Linked DNA regions of Zea mays: region 2 is linked to region 1. Evidence: chromatin contacts called from public Hi-C data. All regions are on one chromosome and are shown on one strand. The core of a region is the stretch at or near the end of the contact, and the rest is flanking DNA. Distances in the headings are between cores, read along the strand shown. Region 1 holds the start of LOC100382870 (NADH dehydrogenase [ubiquinone] 1 alpha subcomplex subunit 8-B). Region 2 holds the start of LOC100284768 (organic anion transporter).

Region 1 (7,041 bases), core at 3,402-5,901:
CAGAAGGATGGAGGAGCGCGTTGATCTCCAATAGCAGAAGGTTGGATCGTTGCCTGCGCGTGCCCTCCTCCCCATGCCGATCCGCCCCACCCTCCTCTCCACTGTCCCCGTCTCCGATAGCAGAAGGTGGCCGAGGATCCGCGCCGACCCATACGCGATATCAGCACGCCGTCGATTGCGCGCGCAGGCAAAACCTTCGATGGCGCGCTCAGTTCCTCCCCACGCCGAATCTCCTTCTGCCATCAACGCGCTCCTCCATCCCCTTCCATTCCTGCATCGACCTCAGCAACCTCTGCCCACCTACGACTACAAATGGGGAGGCCTACAGTTGATCCCCCACATCTCTCCCCCAAGACGCAGATTCAACCACTGATCCCCAAGCCACAGATTCAACCAAGGTTCGTAAACTTTTACCAGTCGCGCTCCTCCATCCCCTTTCATTTCAGACTTTGCTGAATATTTCGTTCTCCATGGAGTTATGGAGGCATATACGTTCTTGTTGTTAGTTGGTGCTTATTATCTTCTAAATTCCTTAATCAACTGCATCATGTTTCATTAGTCCCTGATTCTCAGTAAACAACGAACAAACCTTCTACAGTACCACATTGTTTTTTGCAGTTCTCATTGTGTTGTGCAACAACCAAAATCAATCCACGGACATTCTAATTGTGGTTGTATTCCAGATGTGCCTCAGTTGTTGTTCTTGTTGCATAACACATTGTTTTTACCACGGATTAGAATGTCCGTGGCAATCTGTACTGTTGTTCTTGTTGCATAACGAACAAACCTTCTACAGTACCACATTGTTTTTACCACGGATTTTTAGTGTGTGCTTTTAAACTTGCCCTGAACTGTTGGTTTAAGTTTTAAGTTCAAGTAACTTGAGCTCGAGGTGCCTCAGCTGTTTAAGTTTTAAGTTCAAGTATGACTTCTAGGCTCTAGCTGTGAGAATGATGTTTCTGAAGTGAGTTCATTTTTCGGTGCAGATTGTTGCAATAAGGGATATCATACCTCCTGCTGTTGAAGGTTGTGCTGCTCTTGGTAAATTGTTGGAGCCACAAGATTGTGTAGCTCACATTCTTCCAGTCATTGTCAATTCTCCCAGGTACATTTCTCCCACGTTGGACCTATACATTTTGCAGGAAGTAATTTGCTTTCTTTGTGGGTATATTATTGGGAGGCATGTTTTTAGTTGCTAGAGGTTGATAATTTCTCGGATTCGCCTCTTAGTTTTGCAACTTATTCTGTGAGGGAAACTACAGTTTTAGAGCTCCAGGCAGGAATCCTTATTCTGTGAGGGGAACTAGGTGTCCAGGTTTGAGGTATCCATAGAATTATTTTAATTATTACTGTTTGATGCTGAAGAAAATAGGGTGACTTTAAGGAGAGTTCTTCAGATGAAGAGGGCATTTCGCATTAGCATTACCTGGGCTAGACGACGTTCCTTGTTCAATTTCAGAGCTCTTCCTTTTTCCTCTTCCGACCTAAAGATTTTCTGCAGAAGGTTTGATTGCCAGTGCTACTAGAGCATCAACATTCTGAGGGTCCAACTATAAAGTTTATGTTGGAAATGTATTTATCATAGATGCAAAATTTCTACCCAGTGAAAGAAATAATGTTGACCTCTAAAACTTGCTGAAAGAACTTTGTCCTGCAACTCAAATGAACTTTGGCACAAATGAACTTTGGCACCTGGTAATGCAGTTTCTGTTTTACTGATAGCAACTCCTATTAGTATACCAATCAGTGACCAAAACATGTGATTTGATCAACTCATGTGTTGTCTGCATGTTTCCCTAACTGAGGCTTTGCTAATTCTTTGATTTCCCCATGTTAATTTGATTTGCACATCACTAAATAGTATGATACCTATTGTTTTTTATATGTACATGGAAAGAGTATACTACCTTACTGTGGTATTAAACTAGGAAGAATATTATGTAATCTGGAATTTTATGTGAGGGCCTGCGATGAAGTCTCCTATGTAGCTAAATATTCTTCTCTATTTCAGTTCTTCTAGCAGTTGAACTTTGCTAATTGATGCAGGAATGGAAGAATGGTTGGTTATGGTAAACTTCCAAAGTACCATCAGGATCCTACAACAGAAGAATTAGCCAAAACACTCGATTGTTGGCCATCAATGAATTATTATATCACGGGTTGTAGATATGTAAGTATGTGTTCATTTCGAATGTATTTATAAAGGACACTTCTGTTGTAGGATCCTAATGACTGATATTTTGCAGGTTCTTATGTCATGGAAATTCAATGGATGTCACGCCCTTTTCGTAATAGATCATGTTAAAAAGCATGTGACTTTTATCGACTTTACACCGACTCGAGATTGGTGTAAACACATGCCATACAAGACGTTCGCGGAAGCGATTATCATGGCCTCAAAAAAATATAAGATTGCTTACAGTAAGAAACGTTCTGGATGGGCGGAGGATATCTTTAAGTGGGAACATACAATTCAGACTGGTGTTCCAATTGACTTAAGAGGGTATTTTCTTCGTACCACCTTCTCAGCAGTTTAAATTTTTTCTATGATAATCATTGTATAAAACATAGTTGCCCAAATATTATTCTATAGGTTTAATACCAGCTACCTCGTTCTACAAGCTATGGCCATGTGGGGTGATGACAGACGACTGAAATTTGTTGGGGTGAGTGTAGTACGTTCGTTTTATGTTCAAAACTTACATTCCAGCTATCTCGTTCTACAAGATAATATGTTTTGTTCTCTTATGTCTTTGTCTGTAGGATGCAAAGACTCTTCGAAAGAACTTTGTGATTGATCTGTTAAGTTATGAGGATAATTCGTGCCGATATGCCATCCCTGCAAATATACAACAGAGACTTATCGATATCGCTAAAAAGGATTAGCTGATTAGTGTACGGTTGTCGACACATTTGTCTGTAATTAAAAATTATAAATTAACTTTTTAGAAATAATTTGTGTGACATTGATAATGTTTTCCACACGGATTTGCATATTATAGTGATGTTTGTCGTTCCGTATCAATGTTTCATACAAATGTTTTACTTCCGTCGCAACGCACGGGAACATACCTATAATATATATTGTTATCGTGTTATTATACGGTTCCGTTGCAACGCACGGGCACTCACCTATGTGTATAGAAGATCCAAATGTGTATAGCACATATATTTTTTATTTGTATCAAATATGATTATGTTCAAAGCACGAACATATTACTATAACAATGAAACACACATTTGTACATAATTCATTACGATATTATATGTTGCCGTTGCAACGCACGGGCACTCACCTAGTAGATTATAGGCTAATTAACCCACTAGTTTGTTTGTAATCCGGCCCATAGGAAACGAGGTGTGCTACCATCGCGTGCGGTTGAGCTCTCTAGCAATCATCTCCACCGGAGTCCGGAGGCTCTTTGAAATACGCCCGATCTAGCCAACGTTTGCAAGGCATGCGGCTGTGTGGTGACTGGTGAGCACAAAGCGCAAGGGATTTGCCCTTCCAACCTCAGTGGAATAAGGTAATACCAGTAGCAATTGCCTCGTGAAAGAGCTATTGCAGCAAAAACAACCCACACATGCTTTCTATTGCTCACCTGGCTGGAATGCCTGCATGTCGGTATGTTGTAGTGTTAACCTTCCTGACATGTACAAGTACAATACCACTCCCTGTATGCAATTTTGCACACATGGTATATTTTCAACCTCCTATAAGGTTTATAAGAAACTGGTTTCCATCCCTAGTTTCTGTAAACTGTTTTATGAAAAAAGTGTATGTGTGTGTTTGAAACCCAGTTCCTTAGACAAAAGCAAGTTTACCCCTACTTTATTTTAAAAGTAGTTGATTCAATTATTCTCTTCATTTTTCTTTGCTGTCAATTTTGGATATAGATTGAACTCATATTTGTATATTTGAATTTTTTAAATAATCATTAAATATTAAAATTGGGTAGAAACCAAAAAAAGACCACATGGATAGGTCCGGAAGTGGTGGAAATCACAGTAATTTTACCAAACCAAATAAGGCCAGTATATATTTACCAGTCAAAAACTGGTTTTAGCTACTTTTTTCTTAGAAATTGAGAAATAGGGACTCTCACGAGATTAGGGATGACAATGGGTACCCAAAACTCGACTACACGATTGATTTTACCTGATATGTAGGTAGGTATAGGATAATTTCTATACCCGTGGGTATGTTATTGGGCAAAAATCTCTACCAGTTGGATAGACATATATGGTGGTACTACCCATACCGACATACTCGTGGGTAAAATATACCCGTATAATACCACTATTATTATCTAATAAAGCCCATCTTGGTTAAAATAAAACCTTTCTTCGACTATTATTTATTTAACTATCAAGTTATGTAATCGTATGGTTTGTTATATTTTAAGTTGAAATTATTTTCTGTATTTATTGACATTTTGAGTAATCAGAATATTAGAATTTGAGATCTTCTTAGTGAGTACGGGTTACCCGACAGGTAAAATTAACCGTGCGGGCATGAGTATGAGTAAGATTTTATACTCACTATTGTATACGGATAATTGGATCCGTATAATTTTTTGTGATGGGTGTATCGGAATATAATGCTCCTAACCGACGAGTATTTACCTCTACGCGAGACCGAGGGTTTTCGAGGCCTGGTAGGTTGCTCTAAAACTTTCAAATGAGCCCAGGTAAAGCCCACGAAGGCAGGAACCACCTGTCCCCACCTTCATCCCTGCCGTCAGTGGTCAGTCCGTCTCGTCCTCCCTTCCCGTCAGGTGTGGCCGTCTCGCTTCGGCTTCTCCCACTTCCTTCCCCAGATCTCCAAGACCAGGAGCCCCGGCGAAGCCACCACGCACGCAGCGATGTCGGCGAGCAGCACGCCCGTAGACGCTTTGGGGGAGCCGATCCCGACGTCGTCGGTGCTGATGGCAGCGTCGAAGCACATCGCAGTCCGGTGCCGCCCGGAGAACGTCGCCTTCCTCAACTGCAAGAAGAAGGACCCTAATCCTGAGAAGTGCCTCGAGAAGGGTCGCCAGGTCACAAGCTGCGTCCTTAGCCTGTGAGTTCGTCTGCCACGTTCTCCCCTTACCTGCGCCGTCCGATCCCCTGCTGCTCGATTGGACTCGCTTCCATCATTCTGTTCCTTAGGCTTCGGTACGTTAGCGAAGCGGTTTGTGAGGTTACTGATGATACAGTTGAACAGCTACCTGGCATTGCTTATCTGGTAACTAGTGTGCATTTTTTGCCATCCCTTATCAGGGTAACCATCAGCAGTATATGCAAATGCTATGCAGAGACATGATTTGATAACTTCGACGAAGATAGAAAATTATGAATTATGTTCATATATAATACAGTATTAGAGATTTTTTATTGCATTGCAAGGATGCACTAGTTTTTTTTTCTTCAACGCGCATGAGAGCTGAGGGTCATTATATTTAGAAGACGAGAAGGAAACTAAAAAGACCCAAGCATGCCCATAAGGGCAGGTTTTAATACGTGGTTGTAGCCAATGAACTAGCAAATTAGAATAATCGGCAACCTATACATGTCAAGCTATGGCCAGATGCTACTGTAGCCTTTAGCCCCCGCTAGGGGCTGGACAGATTAGCTAGAGCACTTTGAACTGGTTATGTTCATTGTTAGACAGCTCACAGCTCATTTGGATTCAGGGCCATCCATCAAACTTAGCAAAGGTTTTTGTACCTTGATTGTTTAGGTTGGTTTCATCCAAACAACAGCCCTTCTTTGCAGTTGCAGCCAATAAATACTGCGATATCCTTAGTGAGTTCCCCTTAAGTTCTATGATAGGAAGGCTACAGGCACACAAAACCTGGTATTTAGCTTAGTAACATTTCTGTTACTTGATATTCAAATTCTTTTCTATATCTGAATGTTGTCTCAGGTTCATATTCTGCTTCTGGTATGCTCATTTTCAACAGTACACGTTTGCTTGAACCATACTGCTTTTAGTTTTTCCTTTATCTCATTTTGACTATTATTTTATTGACCATAATCAAATAGATTTCAGGAGGAGAAAATGTAATAGGTGAAGCCCTTAGAAAGCATTGCCAAGATGATAAAATTATAGCTAACAAGAGACTGTAATCCTTAACTCTGTACTTGGTCGTTACAGCTAAAATGCATATAACTGGTACCTACCATATCATCTTACAATGGTTGATTTGGTGCAACTGTCCCAAACTGGAAGCTTGGCTAGCTAGAACCAATTGCCGGAAACCCTAGTTGTGCCACACAACCACTTCTTCCAGTAGAAGGCTAAGAACTTCTCTGCTTTGTAGATCTTCCTTGCAATTGCTTTCCACATTGCTCTTTAGTAAGAAAATTAGCGTGATGACACTTGCTGTTTGCAGCTAAGGTCACATTTCTGCCTAATTGATCTGAGCTGCATTCGTTAAATTTTTATCCACCGTTGATACTCATCCTGTGATTAGATTGTTCTTCTGTGGCCCGAAAATCATATGTCACCATGAGTACACTACTATACTGTGGAAAATCCACAACAAGTGAATTTAAATATAATGACAGCAAGTGATTCAGGGATAAAGAGCAGGCCTGGTGCAGTGGTGAGAGCTATCTCACATAGTCATCAGGTCGCGTGTGCAAAGCAGCCTCTCCACATTTGTGGGGGGAAGGCTTGCCTCGGTTTATCCCTTCAGCCTCAATTTATCCCTTCACTAGACCTCACTCTTGTGGGAACCTCTGCAGTGGGTCTGCCCTAGTGACTCAGAAATGCAAATTTGCACTGAAGTCAACAAGAATCCACCTTCAGGGATATACTAGTTTATGACACTGAGTTTAAATTGATAAGATGGTGATGACACTGCGTTAACACCATGAATCGCAATGGAGGAACTGTTGGTGCCTTAACCAACTTTATACTTTCTTTTAGACAGTACATTTTATTGAGAGGAAATGGAATGAGAAAAGGCTTTCGCAAATTCATTCAACATCATCACATATTCACATGTTTTTATAACATGAAGAACTAGTGATTTCTACCTGGCTTGATATCTT
Region 2 (7,115 bases), core at 2,257-4,756, 980 kb before region 1:
AGTCGTCTGCAAACAAGTAAGCTCTTACCCTTTCCCCTTTTTCCTGTTTGTGTGCTCGTGGTATAGGGTTACGGTTGGGGTTCTGGGAAAAAACAGTGATGGTTCTCTCTTCACTGTCTTCCTCTCGTTTTCTAATGGATGAATGTGAGGCTTTTGGAGGATTTGTTCGGGTTCACCCCTAAAACGATGGTTTAGACACATCAAGGGTTAAGGTTCGGGCACCAACCTCGCTTTGGTACCATTGTTGGATCATTATAAGATCTTGTACATAAAATCTAGCTACTAGATACCTAAGAACTCATAGGTATACATTCGGGGTTGGATGCTGACACCATTAGGGTGATGTAGCTTCTCTCTGAGGCGTCGAGGTAGGGTGGTGGTCTTTTTCTTCACTAACCGCGTAGGAGATAGATCGAGACTTGCTAGAGGTGTACGAGAGAGGAGGCTATGGTGAACCTATCTGTTAATATACGCAGGTGTGAAAGTTGGAGTCCAGATCGATCTCTTGACCAAACCGGATGAGATCAACCTAAGGGCCTGTTCGCTTCTCCCGGAATGAACCAGGATTCGTTCCAGCTCATCAAAATTTATATAAATTAGAGAAGTAATCCGGCTAGGAACTATTCCAGAGCTTCAATCCGTGAGAACCGAACAGGGCCTAAGGGCCTGTTCGTTTACTCCGGAACGGTTCCATTGCAACCGTTCCGGTTGGAATGATATGTTTATTTGTACTAGTATTGATTAGTTGGAATAGTTCCTAGCCACAATCCGACCCAACCGAACAGGGCCTAATAGATAGTTCTAGAAAATTATAGATATGGAAAGGTGTATGACATGCTACTAAATTTTCTTTTAAACAAATACTTCTATTTATTTCTCAAGGATCTAATTGATCCTCAAATGTCTTTTGATCTAGGATTAGCAGGAATGGACGAAATGGTTTGAGTTGGTTCTCTGAGCAGGTTGACAAGTGAGGACCTCTATGAAGCTGATGCTAACATTTACAGAGCAAAAGGATCTATATTAGAGCAGTATAGAAGGGTGGATGTGAGGCTTACATTGGTTGTGAGCTTGAAAGGGAATTTGTTGTTTGGCTGGTGAGGTTCTTTTGACTTCTGATGCAACGAGGATAGCTGAAATAGCAATCTTCTTCAATGTCTTATTATGCGGGAGCTTGAAAATACTTCAATTTATAAGTTTATAGGTTTTCATGTTGGAGCATCTTTGTCATGGTAGCATGTAGGTTGCTAAAATAGTCAGTGGAATAATGAGACAATGTCTAAGAACACTTGTCTTTTTTTTAGGACAGTATAATAAGAACTGACGTTTCCATGTCCATATGGACGTTCCACAAAAATCTTATTTGCTGTCATGATGGGCTCTATTCATCTGGTGGTGGCCAAACCTCTGCCAAACTTTACTTCTGTAGGAGAAAATAATTTGTTGCTCCTTGTACTTTTCTATTGATGAAACGGAATTTGGTGCCCCTTGTTTGCCTTGATCTGTGCCAGGTCAAATTGGGCTGTTCAAGTTGCCGAGTACCTGACTACAGCTTAGCAGCTGCTACTTCTGTACTGTAACTAGTAGTATATTACCAAGTGTTGGCGCAGAGAATATTCCTCCGGAGCCTTTTTTTTTCTCTGGAAGAAACATTCGACCGTACCACATGTCCTCGGCTCCTCGCTTAGTATATTGTTATGCTCCTGCCCACGATCTACCATGTGCTTCAGGCCCCGGTTGATTCTGCCGTGGAATCCTTCGTTACTTTTACACGAGGTCAAAGAATATGTCAGGACCTACCGGTTTGCCAATTACTGTATTGTAGTGTCGTTCCATCACGAGGCATCAGATCAGAGACCCGAAGTTTGGAGTTTGGAAGAAGCTGAGTCAAAGGGGGCTGGTACACATGGCCTGATGACGTGTTTAGGTTTCTTTAGATCTTTGAAGAAATGGTCTCCCTTGCATTGACGGCTTCCCGTTTGCGTACAGTTCGTCCTCTCTTTCCCTGCTGGTTATCGTACGATGAAAGCATGTATTTTATGAGGTGGATGTGGATCCGAGCCTGGAGCTGACCCCATCCACACATAAAGGCGATGAGTAGGATGAAGCGTTCCTCCGGAATTGGGACTTGGGAGCACCCGGAATATGCCGTCTCCGCTCAGCACAGTCACCCGGGCCACTTCTCACTTGAGCTTTATCGCTTTTTACGATGCTGAAATCTAACTGGCCTTTACCCATAATTTCTTCCTATTTCACCTTCTCGTGCACAGTTGCAACAACGAATGAGCCAGCCTACCACCACAGTCCACACTCCACAGGTCAAGGTCAGTATAGTAGTAAGCAGAACGGCCGCGGACACGTCAGCAAGTCACTGTTGAGTGTTAACTCGAATGACAGGAATGAGATGGGTTGGTGGCAGCGAGACACCTTCCTGGCTTCCTCCAGATGGCAAGCACGCGGAACCCGAGCGACGCGCCACGGGCTCACGTCGCCGTGGGGTCGGGTCGTATTCGGCGTAGAGTTTTGTCAAGCACTCGAGCTGCTTTGGCGCGTTGCTCTGCTCGTGCGGGATCAGGCGACCGTATCCGTGTCACCGAACCACCGGACCGGGTCGGCACTCGGCAGGGCACGAACTAGGCAAGTTGTTGGTCTTGAGCAAATCGTAGCCGTCGCAGCAGCCGACGCACCTCGCAGCTCCGCTATTGTAGCTATTTTTTTTTAGCTGTAGAAAGACCCGATCAGCGGGGGTGCGGAGCTGGGTTAGGTCCGTGAGCGGTGAGCCGGTGCTGTCATGCTCGGCCGCCGAACGAATTTCCATGTCGTTGCACGCCTCCTCGCCAAACTTCTGACTTCTGACCAAACGCACCCGTAGATCTTGTAGTCTTTGCAGCTCGTTAGGATTAATGATCGCTACGAGTAGGAGGCTACTGGTTTTAAAATTTTGTATGCTCGTACTTATCTTAGTAAGAGCTAGTTTGGGAACACCGTTTTCCCAAGGGATTCCAATTTTCCCAAGGGAAAATGAACTAATTTCCCTTGGGAAAATGGAAATCTCTTGGGAAAACGGTGTTCCCAAACTAGCCCTAAGTAACTATTTTTTTCCCCACAGCAAAGCTTCAACACACGAATTTGAGGTGGGCTTTACACAGAAGAAAGGGAGGATGGTTCATGATATGTTTGAATTGATTTCCAGTCTCACTACTATGTAGCTCCAAACTAGTAGTAGAGCGTCTTATAGTCTCCATCTATTTGGTTGACAAATTTCATGCATAGTTTGGAAATAAAATCCTTGCTCATCTATCTATAAGGGCAAGGGTACGGTTACATTTGCAAATGTGAAATTCGAAACAAAAAAAAGAAGAAACAGCTAAACGCCCGAGCCCCGGCTAATATGAAATGATTTAAAACAAACATAAAACCCAAAGTAACCAACCTCTGACCTGGAGCTCTGGATTAACGAAAAAGCACACCGGAAACACAAGGCAAAAAAGATATCCATCTCCCCTCCGTTCTCACCACCGACAGCCGGACACGCCTCGTCTCGTCCCCGCTCCCATAAACGCAGAGGCTCACGCAGACGCCTCGCTCCCGTGCCAACGAGCCAAGCCCAAACCCACCACCAATTCAACCGCGACCCAGCCCACCGCCCCGCACGCCATTCCCACCTCCTCCCCCCTCACCACTCAGATCTCCCCGCGCGCCCGCGCGCGAGCTCGTTCGTGCGCGGCCGCCGGCGTTGGCGACGACGACCGAGGAGCCATGGCTGCCAAGGGCGGCGCCACGCCGTCCCCCGGCGGCACGGGGCCCGCGGCGGGGAACGGCCGCCTCTTCACGGTGGGGCTAGTCACGGCCTGGTACTCCTCCAACATCGGCGTGCTCCTGCTCAACAAGTACCTCCTCAGCAACTACGGCTTCAAGTACCCCATCTTCCTCACCATGTGCCACATGTCCGCCTGCGCCCTGCTCTCCTACGCCGCCATCGCCTGGCTGCGCGTCGTGCCCATGCAGCTCGTGCGCTCCCGCGTCCAGCTCGCCAAGATCGCCGCGCTCAGCCTCGTCTTCTGCGGCTCCGTCGTCTCCGGGAACGTCTCGCTGCGCTACCTCCCCGTCTCCTTCAACCAGGCCGTCGGCGCCACCACGCCCTTCTTTACCGCCGTCTTCGCGTACATCATGACCGTCAAGCGCGAGTCGTGGATCACCTACCTCACCCTCGTGCCCGTCGTTACTGGAGTCATCATCGCCAGCGGCGTAAGTTGCTGCCTGCTCCGTCTCTGTCTTCTGTTTTCTCAGTAGATCTGTTGGAGTCGGGATTGGATCTGAGTGGAATCCGGGTTTGGCTGCCTCGGATTGCAGTAGTGGGATGGAGCTGACGAGAACAGGTGGATCTGTCATCTGACTATAATTGGACACAAACGGCAGCCTCAGTTCATTGGATGGTGATCCCTTCGTTGGGAACAGATTTTTGGGATTATCAGATGGAAACCATTCACTGTGTGTCAGGGTGCCTGTAGATGTTACCTCAGGCGTCGGCTATCATCTGATGGCATGGGGCCAAGTGATCAACTGGCATAACAGCTACTCACTATCTATGTGATCAGCTAGAGACTAATCCAGTTAACCAAAACCACCGGATCCAGCTAGACCGAGCTTTTACAGGGGTAGCTCGTTTTCCCCCCCTGCCGAAACCATGTCTGGAAACTGTGGATTTGCAAGTTAACAACAACAATAGCAACAAAATATTTTAGTTCCAAACAAGTTGAGATAGGCTAGAGTTAAAACCCAACCAAAGGTTTAGGCACGTGAATATCTGTTTTTCATTTGTTTCTATTTAAAGCTAATCCTTTGGGTGTATTCCATCATTTCGTGTAAAAAATCCCCTAAAGAACCACAATTATATCTACGGTTGGATAACGATCTAACAGACCAGGATGCTCGCTTGCACATAAGGTTTGATTGTACAGTAGTCGTGCCCCATTTTACAGCCTCTTCCTATATTATCTCCGACATTCCTCTACCTCTCTTTCCATAAATGTAGGATTCCACTATGCACAACTGCCTCTTGACTCTTGATGTCTCTGTTGGATATATGTCCAAACCATCTTAATAGGTATTGGGCAAATTTTTCTTCAATTGGTGCTACCTCTAGCGTATCACGTATGTCATTATTTCGGACCCGATCCCTTATTGTATGGTCAAAAATGAAAAATCTAACGTAGCATACACATTTTCACCATACAAATACAATATAGTAGGCCAACATTCAAAAATGAAAAAATCTATCGAACATGTCGTCTTTTTGTAGGCCAACATTCTACACCATACAAATACAATATAGTAGGTTTAATCATCATCCTATAAAACTTTCCTTTTTAGCTTCTGTGATATCCTATTGTCACATAGAACGCAGATGTTTGGCGTCACTTCCTTCAGTTTGCTTCCATTATATAGCTAACATCTTCATTAATATCCCCATCTCTCTATAGCATTGATCCTAAATACCGGAAGGTATCCTTCCTTGATACTATTTGACCTTCTAAACTAACATCTTCTTCCTCATTGTGTAGCAGTACTGAAGTTACATCTTAAGTATTCGTTTTTAGTTCTACTTAATCTGAAACCTTTGGACTCTAGAGCTCTTGTCCTAGTTTTCTATTTACTTCTGCTCGGCTTTCATCAACTAGCACTACATCGTCCACAAAAAGCACACACCAAGGGATATCCCCTTGTATGTCCCATGTGACCTTATCCATCACCAAGGCAAAAAGGTAAGGGCTCAAAGTTGATCTTTGATGTAGTCCTATACTCCTATTCTAATTGGGAAGTTACTCGTGTCCCTATTGTTAGTTCAAACACTAGATACAACATTGTTGTACATGTCCTTAATGAGTCCAATGTACTTCATCAGAACTTCATGTTTGTTCAAAACCCACTACGTAAAATTTCTTGATATTTTGTCATAAACCTTCTCGACGAAAACTATGTGTAAGTCCTTTTGCTCCCTATACTGCTCCATCACTTGTCTTTATTAAGAAAATGGCTTCCATGGTTGACCTTCTGGGCATGAAAGCAACTTGGTCCATAGAGATCCTCGTTATTCCTGTCAGACGATGCTCGATATCTCCCCCCTCTCTCTCTATTCTCTCTCTCAACTTCATAGTGCAACTCATCAACTCAATTCCCTGCTAATTGGTACAACTTTCAACATCTCCCTTATTCATGTAGATCGGTACCAATATACTTCTCCACTTGTCAAGCATCTTGTTCGACCAGAAGATATAATTGAACAACTTGGTTAGACATACAATAGCTATATCCCCGAGGCATCTCTATGCCTTGATTGGGTACCATCAAGCCCTATCGTCTTACTTGTTTTCGTCCTTTTCAATGCCTCTCTAACCTTAAATTTTTGGATCCTACACACAAAGCGCCTAGTGTCATAAAAAATGGATTTACAAGTCAGGATTTTAAAAATAAGTTTCTGGAAAGTAATCCACATTTTGAAATTTGATTATAAAATCAAAGCATTGGTTCACCTTTTGGAACTGATATGATAGATTGCCTATACATTCGTTGAACATGAACTGGGCTGTTAATTGCGCCATTATTGAGTTGATTCTCTTGCATTATACATAATATATACAACATTGTGTTACAGCTCATTTGTACAATACAAGGCATACTAGGCTAGCAAAATGTTCAATGACCACTGGAGGTGGGATGTGGGAATCTTATGTTAACGTGTAGCATCTCAGTCTACCAAGTTGATTCTATTGTTGGCTGCTATGAGGAATCTTTAGGAGGTATTTGTTTCACATCAACTAGTATAGATCATTGTTTTCAAGTCGGGCGACTTGTTGGTCGTTCTGGCTGACCAACTTGGACGATAAATCGCGATTAGTTGGACGACTTGGACGATTAATCATGATTGGTCCAGACCGATTTGGACGATTAATCACGATTAATCGGACGACTTGAAAACAGTGGTATAGATATCAAATGTGAGTCAAGTGGAGAACGTAGAGCTTTGAATGCATACTGGCTAGAGCTGTTGTTGGACCTCTAGGTTCTAATACTTACTGATATAGAATTTGCAAATCGAATTTACAGGGCGAGCC

Evidence for each region. Hi-C and Micro-C count contacts between places; a contact is called where the count stands out from the background.
Region 2: a contact with region 1 is called in a Hi-C map of ear, with 2.3 times the contacts expected there. The contact joins the promoter of LOC100284768 here to the promoter of LOC100382870 in region 1. A contact is called at or near these places in 2 of 25 Hi-C or Micro-C datasets (ear and endosperm).

Annotation. Positions count from the first base shown.
Region 1 is chr9:143,419,212-143,426,252 of Zm-B73-REFERENCE-NAM-5.0, reverse strand. LOC100382870 (NADH dehydrogenase [ubiquinone] 1 alpha subcomplex subunit 8-B) reads left to right here and starts at 4,651. Exons shown (of 2, transcript XM_020544104.1): 1 at 4,651-5,062. The coding sequence starts at 4,866.
Region 2 is chr9:144,399,477-144,406,591 of Zm-B73-REFERENCE-NAM-5.0, reverse strand. It overlaps LOC100284768 (organic anion transporter), which reads left to right and starts at 3,506. Exons shown (of 4, transcript NM_001157663.2): 1 at 3,506-4,248; 2 at 7,108-7,115. The coding sequence starts at 3,760. LOC100273905 reads left to right here. Exons shown (of 12, transcript NM_001148297.1): 12 at 917-1,352.